Linked DNA regions of Sus scrofa: region 1 is linked to region 2. Evidence: chromatin contacts called from public HiChIP or PLAC-seq data. All regions are on one chromosome and are shown on one strand. The core of a region is the stretch at or near the end of the contact, and the rest is flanking DNA. Distances in the headings are between cores, read along the strand shown.

Region 1 (4,623 bases), core at 1,993-4,492, 110 kb before region 2:
CCTAACTACAACCTCCAATAGGTTTGAAAACAGAAGACAGTGAAACAAACAGGTGTCTGCCTTGTCCGAAAGACAACGACTATCTTGAGAACAAACCTTGCCATTTTCATCCCTGGAATCCAATAAATAGGCCAACTTTTGCTCGTGGTAGAAAGCCAATCATTTTCTTTTGAATAAACGGCATTTCCAAAAGTGTATTCAAGAAACTGCAAGTAGCTCAATATAGCTGAAGGACTGGAAACATATGAGCACATGGCAGCGCAGATGAGGTTGAAAAGGGAGGCCACAGGTTTACCCTTATGAATGCCATTCTAAGAAGTATAGACTGGAGCTCCTGTCATGGCTCAGAGGATTCGGGTTGCATCCCTGGCCTTGCTCAGTGCGTTAAGGATCCTTTGCTGCCGTGAGCTGTGGTGTTGCAGACTTGGCTCGGATCCCGAGTGACTGTGACTGTGGTGTAGGCCTGTGGCTGAAGCTCCAATTCGACCCCTAGCCCGGGGACCCCCATATGCCAAAGGTGCGGCCATAAATAGATGGAAAAAAAAAAAAAAGTAGAGACCTTATCTCTTAGGACACTGAGGATTTTAAGAAAATGAGATTGGCACTTCAGAAGGATTATCCCCATATAATAAGGTGAACTGTGTTTACTGAGAAGAACACACTTATGAAACAGACCAGTGAAAAGATTACTACAGTATTTAGGTGGATAAAGACAGCTCTGCAGCACAGCACTCACAATGGAAACTTGTAGATGCTTCATATGAACTTTGAAATGAACTATTATTTTAAAAATAAAATCAATACTTGGTGACAGGCGCAAGTGGGAGATGGAGCAGGAACCCAGGAAGAAGATGACTCCCTGGTTCTTGGCTTGAGGCAACAGTGTGGTTATAACGAAGAGAAATACAAACACAAGAGGAGGAACAGTTTGGAGGGAGGACCGCACGCCAGTTTTAGACATGTTTGTAGCAACACCTAACTGACCTTCCCAACGCCAGGTTCTCCTCCCTGCACACTGCTATTAAACTAAACGTGCAAAAACTATTCTCCTACTTAAGAATGTATCCCGCCTCCCTATTTTTCAGAACATTAAATCTAAACACCACAGTTTTCAAGATCCTCCAAGGCCTATGCACCCTGTCTATACAAGCGTATTTCTTACCACAGTATTCCTAATAGCCTCCTTCCTCCGTTCTGGTCATCTTGCTGACCTCTTCACTGTGCTACCCACCCTGCTCACTCCCACAGTGGCCCGGGCTGTTGAATCACCTGGGATGACCTTCCTCTATCCTCGTTTACCTCAAGCTCAGGTATCACTCAAGGCACTTCAGCCATCATCCTCAGCCACCTCCAAAACTTCCATTTACAGCCTGGATCCTTGAGCTTTATTTAACTTATATCACATCCCAACATATTAGCTCCTGTGCATTACTTTGGTCTCCCCAAGGAGCCAGAACCCTACAACCTTGAAGGGACAGTGAGTGCCTTACATTTCTGTTATCTCAGAGCATGCAGCACGGTTCCAAGTTCAAAAGCTTTTTGTTCACTAAAGTAGAGTAGAATTTCAGGCCTATGTCTTTAAAAGTCAGCAACCTCACAGTTAAAACTGTCCCAACACTATGACTTCTGGTCAGTCTCCTGTTCCACAACTCGAAAATTAGGTTTCCAGTGTTTTCTTCCCTCTCAACCTCCCCCCACACCCATACTCCTAGGCCCTCCCCATACCTTTTTTTTGGGGGGGACACCACCATGACAATCCCCAGCCATTCCTCTATCTCACTACTCAAGATGACTCCTTCTTGTCCTGTTATTCATAACTCACCCTCAATTTACCTATCGACTCTCTCCATTTTGCTGCATCCTGCTCTCAACCTCACTGAATTAAAGCAAACAGAAGCAAGCCTTGCTTTACTACACCTTAAATGCCACCGGCTCTTCCTTTTGCCTGGAATGCCCTTCCTTCCTTTTTCCACTTGACGAATTCCTAATCATCTTTTAGGACCCGAATAAACTCCATCTCCTCTAGGAAACCTTTCCCAGCTTGCCCAGGCAAAAGAGACCATACCCACACCCTGATGCATTATTTGAATGATTTGTTGCTCTTCATGCTACACCTTTAGCTTTTAGAACCAGGACTGGTTTACAGGCTCAGCGCACTGCCTCACAGTCAGTGAGATGCCTAATAAACAAATGTCACTCCTTCGACAAATCAAACTTTAAGGCATGCAAGTGTAACAGACCCTCCTGACAACTGTCTTCTAAGGCCCCCATCGACTTGTAAAGAGAAACTTGTACTAGAGTGAAAGCAAAATTTTCACCAATGGTATTACCGGGAAGTCGCTGAACAGATCGTGCTTTCCAAGCACACTTTCAGCTCATAATATCAAAGTCACATACACGCTGCTTCTGATGCAAATCGTTTTGCCAAGATCCTCTGGGGTCTATGGCTAGTCACGCTATATATCACCGATCTCTAACAGCGCTCATATTCCCTTGAGGGATTTTTAAATCAATTGCCTAACGGACCTCACTACGTACAACTCTGAACAAGTCTCTGGGGGCCGCACAAGCCAGGGTTCCTAAGGTTAACAAAGCCTCGGCCCCGCACTACTCTGTTAAAATTCTGGAAGCAGCAGTTGCAAAAGCAGGTGCCGGGCCACTCACCTTCGAGGATGGACACGACGATGAGCAGTTGGTCGGACTTGGAGACCATGGTCGCGGTCGGCGGCCCACAGGCGGGGTCTGCTGGGAGGAAGAGGGGCCCGGGTGAGCTGCAGGTAGCCCGCCACCCACGGCAGGGCTCTGGGTGAGGCTTCCGTCGCCCGCCCGTGGCCCCAGACGCCCGGACCCAGCTCTGCGGCCCGCTTGTAGCGCGCCCGGCTTCCCGTCCCCAGGCTGACAGTCCACCCGCAACCGGGCCCCGACAGAAGACAAAAGCCACTCAGCAGCCGGCTGGGCCAGTCTGCAGGGAGAGGGGAGCCCGCCGCCTGAGCACCTTTTGCCGCCCGCGTAGCCGCTTTTCAAACGCCCGGGCAGCCGCCGCGGCCGCCACCGCGCCCCGCTTCCGCCTAGCAACCAGGCCCGCAGGCCCTGCGCGCAGGGGAGGCTGGAGGACAAAGGGTGATAGAGACCAGGGCAGTCGAAGATAGAACGCCCCTTAGCCGGCTTCCCTTCCTGGCCTTTTACGCTACGTTCCAGAGGTCTCGGGAGAAGACTAGCCATTACCTCACAGCGCCCCCTGCTAGCCGGATGGGGGAAAGCGGGCGATTTGGTGGAGAACAACTGCGCAGGCGCACTACTGCAGTAAACACTTCCTGAAGTTCCCCTGGGAGGAACGTGAATGCGCTGTATTCTCTGCTTTATGCCCTAAACAACCTGGAAATTGTATCAGTAGTCATTAAAGGAAAAACAAACAAACAAACAAAAACAACAATTAGGTCTGTTCAGGTCCCAAGTATCAACACTGCTTAGAAGTTAAGTTACAGAGCAATAATAATTTACATCTGAACTCTGAAATTGCTAAATTGTCCTCGCGCTGCAGCTCAAGTTTCCACGCCTTATAAACAAGTAGCGTCAATACGGTAATTACTGTAACGTTGGCAGTGACGTAAGCTCTCTGAGAATTTCCTGTGCTTTAGAAATTACCCTAAAACAAAAACATTGTCACGTGGGCAGTGAAATTAAAGGTATAGGGTTTTCTAACCCCGGACCACAAAGTAACTAATTAGCAAAATCAAGACCAGAAATTAAACAAGGCTGACAACCGACATTTTCCCTTTTCCACCCTTCTCCCCCTAAAACTTCAGGCATTATTTTAGAGAAGATTAAAAATCTTTTGGAGGTCACCTAGTTTGAAATTGGATCTTGGACGAGATAGGTGGGAGGGAAGAGGAAGAGAGTACAATTTCTCCTTCCCCACCTCCACCTCTGCTTTGTGCAGGGAGCTGGAGACCATACTAGATTACTTCTAAGACCCTTTCAGGGCATTCCCTGGTGGCCCAGCCGTTAAGGACGCAAGGCTGTGGCTGGGGGTTCAGTCCCAAGCCAGGGAACTTCATGCTGGGAGACCCAAAAAAAGAGGAGTTCACTCGCCTTGTGACTCAGTGGAAACTACCCCACCTAGTATCCACGAGAATGCGGGTTCCTTCCCTGGCCTGGCTCAGCGGGGTAAGCATCCAGCGTTGCTGTGACCTGTGGCATAGGCTGGCGACTACAGCTCCACTTGGACCCTAGCCTGAGAACTTCTATATGCTGTGCTGCCCTAAAAAGAAAAAAAAAAAAAGTGGAAGAATCTAAATCCTTTTCAGGACCCTTCAGAGGCCTCCCTGAGTGAAATAACACATTATGCCATATAAAATCAAAATAATGATCTACTTTGGGTTCATTGTTGAATGATACATTCTTTTGAGGAAAATATCAGACTCGAAAGTAGATAGAATAATGTAATGAACCTGTAGGTACCCACAACACAGCTCCAACAATTATCAGCTTAAAACCAATCATCTTCATCTGGTGCAGAGGAGCCATGATTTGAAGGAAATCCCTTATATATTGATTATTCTCTTTCAATATGTACCTCTAAAAAGAGAGACTTTTTTTAAACAATCTTAAAACGTCAGATAC
Region 2 (4,233 bases), core at 1,729-4,228:
TTTTTGTGAATCTGAGTTTTCATTTCTGTTGGGTAAATTTCTAGTGGAATTGTTAAGTCATATGTCAAGTGTATGTTTAACTTTATAGGAAGCTGTTTTCCAGAGCAGCTATATAATTTTGCATTCCCACCAGTAATGTAGAAGTGTTCCAGTAATAAGCCATACAAAAATTTAAATTGGCTCCATTGAATTATTTTTTAGTAATTTGTCAGTTTGATTGTACAACAGACTATTTTGACAGTAACATTAATTCTGAACATGACGTTTTTATTGCTGTAGGTCTGTCGGACAGAGAGTGTGATTTAGGCGAGCCTGACTTTCCAGTGAGTGAATACGATTTTCAGTATGCTTTGGAACTATTCTTTCTTGCTAAGATAATGCAAGAAAAACTAGGACTTAACCCTTTTGCTCATACTGGGGACTAAGGTACCTTTGGATCAATTATGTGTCTCTACCTTCAGGCTGCAGCATTTACTTTGGGGATAGATTCTTTTGGTTTGAACTGGGCAGAGGGAAATCCTTTGGTTAAGTGGTTATACTTTCGGCTTGTTTCTGTCACCTGTTGATGTTTCATTCCACAGTTTTGTAGTTGTCAACTAGGTCATTTATGATTTACTGTCAGTTATGCTATTAAGTCCTTTCTGTGATGAGAGTTGAAAGTATTAGCTTCATAATTGAATTTTTGAAATGCTAGTACCCTTGAATGACTTTTTATTTTTTAAAAATTTTATTGAATTATACTTGCAATGTTGTTAGTGTCAGGTATACAGCAAATCACCTAGATGTATATCCATTCTTTCTCAGATTCTTTTCCCATACAGGTTATAACAGAATGTTAAGTATAGTTCCCTGTGCTATACGGTAGGTACTTTTTAGTTATCTATTTTATATATGGTAGTGTGTATATATTAATCCCAAACTCCTCATTTATCCCTCCCCCTCACATTGCCCTTTTGGTAACCATAAATTTGATTTTGAAATCTGTGAGTCTGTTTCTATTTTGCAAATAATTTCTTTTGTATTACTTTTTATTAGATTCCACATATAGGTCATATGATATTTGTCTTTTTCTATCTGATTTACTTCAGTTGGTATGATCATCTCTAGGTCTATCCATATTGCTGCAAATGACATTATTTCATGCTTTTTAATGGCTGAGTAATATTCCATTATATAAATGTACCATATCTTCTTTATCCATTGAATGGTTAAAATCTGTGGCTTTTGCCTTACCCAGATTGTTGTTTATAATTGTATATTTTTATAAATTAGGAAGTAAGCACTGTAGTTAAGAGGAAAGAATGTAACGTTCTTAGGAGAAGCATGCATGAAATAGCTACTGACTTTCCTCAACTACTTTCTCATTTATTTGGCATTATTAGGGAATGACCTATTAGATAAATTAGAAAATTGAGTTCGTGCTAAAATATTTTCTAATTTAAATTTGTTTGTATTGAAAATGATAAACTTTACATGGTAGTACGCTTTTTACAGTGTTTTCTAAGCCTAATCAGGTTTTTTTTCTTTCTGATTCAGGGCTCTCTTTCTGAACATCAGTTATAAGGTATTGTTATGCGTAGATGTCTATGAACTTATTGGGGCATATGAGGTGTTTTCTTCCTGTTCTCTCTTGTTTTTATTAGTCACCTCAAATTTTCTACTTTAAGTTTGATTTGTGTAAACTTATTAGAATTAAATTGAAATTAAATTGGCATATAGGGGATCTTATTGTTTAATGAACAGAATATAAATTTTGTGACTTCCATTGGTGAATTTTTTTCTTCTGATGCATAGCTATGTTTTGGAAACCTGAAAAGTTTAAATGACCTTTGGTTTGTGAGGTGTTATTCCACTTGCTTGTAATATCTCTCAGAGCTGTAAATTGCCTGCCTACCCATAGCTTTTGCTTTCCTCCTTTATTTGGAAAGGGGATGATCATGTAATTATTTATTTGTTTGTTTGTTTATTCATTTATTGGCCGTACCTGTGGCATGTGGAAGTTGCTGGGCCAGGGATCAAACCTGAACCACAGAGGCCTGAGCTGCTTCAGTGACAATGCTGGATCCTTAACTCACTGCGCCGCAAGGGATCTCCAAAATTAACATTCTTAAACTTCTAAGAACAGTTCATTTGTTCATTCATTGCTCATTTCTTCAACAAACTTGTAACAAATGGCTGCCGTTTGTTATATATTATAATAGATAATAGGGAGACAAAGTCAAATGAATTATGATCCCTGCCCTTGAGGACATCAGATTAAAAAACGGACTATCTTAAAATTAAGGAGTAAAAAAGCATTGTCCTCTGTCTTTCCTGTAAATTGCTTGTGAGATGTAGAGATTTGATCAGATTCCATTTCATTCTTTCTTCCATTAGAAAGATCAAGGGTTGTTTTCTTTTTGTAATGTTAGTGAAAATTGATGATCCTTGCCTAGTCCCATTAATTCACTAGGAGTTGCATAATGATGGTATTTGAATTTTATTGTGTTTTACTCACTTATTGTACTGGAATACCTTTAAAGAGAAAAATTTCCTTCATTAATTAGCATTGATCCTCATTATTCCCAGATTCCTTACTTGCAGATTTGTCTGCTTGCTAAAATTTATCTGTAGCCCCCAAATGAATATCTGTGGTGCTTTGCCGTTCATTAAAGGACGTGTGCTCGTGTAGAGTGGCAAAAATTTTGAGTCACCCGAGGGGCATGTTCCCAGCTAAAGTCACACTAGCTGTTCTGCCTTCTTGATTTGTTTTTTAAGGCCTATTTTTGTGTTTTCAGGGTGATTTTACTGTTTAAATTTGCTCCCAGTTGTAGTGCTACAGTGCTGTCTAGCGTTCCTAAACTCAGAAAGGCTGTGACATGCTTTATGGAGAAAATAACATTAGATAAGCGTAGTTTAGGCATGAATCACTGTGGTGTTGGCAGCGCGTTCAGTGTTAATGACTCAACAGTATAGTTGACCCTTGAACAATAGGGGTGTGAACCATATGAGTCCACTTATATTGGAATTTTTTTAGTAATGATACCTCAGTACTATGCAGTGTGTAGCTGGTTGAATCTGTAGATGGAGCACCATGAGGGTGAGGGAGGGACAGCGTATATGGAAGGCCACTCGTAAATGATATGTGAATTTTCAGCTGCGAGGTTTAGGCACTTCAACTCCTGCATTGTTCAAGGGTCACCTATGTTTTAAAAAAAGATGTCTTTAAATAGAAACACACATAAAACAAGTATATGTATTGATAAGTTGATGAAAATGTGACCAGGGGATTATAGGAACCTAACCACGTATTTTTTCTAGGACAGTGCTTCAGTGTTTGCAACAACTTTAAAAACCTAACTCTTGTGGAGTTCCCGTCATGGCTCACTGGAAACACATTTGACTAGGATCCATGAGGATGCAGGTTTGATCCATAGACTTGCTCAGTGAGTTAAGGACCTAGTGTTGCTGTGAGCTGTGGTGTAGGTCTCAGATGTGGCTCGGACCTGGTGTTGCTGTTGCTGTGGCATAGGCCAGCGGCTACAGCTCCACTTCGACCCCAAGCCTGGGAACCTCCATATGCTGTGGGTGCTGCCCCCCCACCCCCAAAAAAGCAAAAAATAAAATAAACATAGCTATTGTATATCAACTGTTTTTGGTTTTGCTGAGGTTCAGGAGAATATCCTTTTTAACTGATACACTACAGAAAATAGGGAGTCATAAAGTGGAGAGTCATTAAGAGCCTTGGTGAGACCTTTGCTGGGAAAATTGTTTCCTGGTTCATTTCTCTGCCTGGTACACAGTATATACTTAGTAAATATTTGTTGAGTGAAAGTAAATGCCCCCAGATGGAACATGATTTTCCTTGATGGCTTGGAATTTAAATGTAAAATCATTCCTGTTATTGGGATTTGCCTTCAAGTATCTGCTTAGAGATAGTGAGATGACCTGGTCATAGAGATTGATGTTGGGAATATTTTATCAGTATAAATTTATTATGATGCCTGCTTGATTTATGATTTCCATCATGATAGGAGATGAGGGTGATCTATGCTTCTTTGGGTGTATATGTAGTAAGTGCCTCAGGGGCTGGACATTTTCCAATTAAACAGTCCCTCCTAACTCTTAAATTAGAAATGTGAAATTGCAATGAGGAGGTGCAAAAAAGACATCTTGAGGACCAATGAAATAGTTATATCCTAGTTACTAGAGAACAGTCAGACCTGGATAATTAGAAAATTAGAAAAAAATTAG

Evidence for each region. HiChIP or PLAC-seq counts read pairs in DNA pulled down with a chosen protein or histone mark.
Region 1: an H3K27ac HiChIP or PLAC-seq map of alveolar macrophages shows a contact between it and region 2. The contact joins the promoter of CEP120 here to the enhancer-like site in region 2. A contact is called at or near these places in 1 of 5 promoter capture datasets (liver), 5 of 47 Hi-C or Micro-C datasets (fetal liver, liver, psoas muscle and 2 more) and 1 of 2 datasets of contacts at active chromatin or transcription factors (alveolar macrophages).

Annotation. Positions count from the first base shown.
Region 1 is chr2:126,926,875-126,931,497 of Sscrofa11.1, forward strand. CEP120 (centrosomal protein of 120 kDa) reads right to left here and starts at 3,243. Exons shown (of 21, transcript XR_002341873.1): 1 at 2,996-3,243; 2 at 2,665-2,742.
Region 2 is chr2:127,032,628-127,036,860 of Sscrofa11.1, forward strand. The region is part of intron 1 of CSNK1G3 (casein kinase I); the gene reads left to right. Among named protein-coding and RNA genes, the nearest start is that of CSNK1G3, 21 kb to the left of the region's middle. Within about 2 kb of position 2,979, at least 16 of the 83 cell types and tissues checked have an H3K27ac peak or open chromatin away from gene starts, as enhancers often do. A contact at or near this core is called in alveolar macrophages, where this site is marked.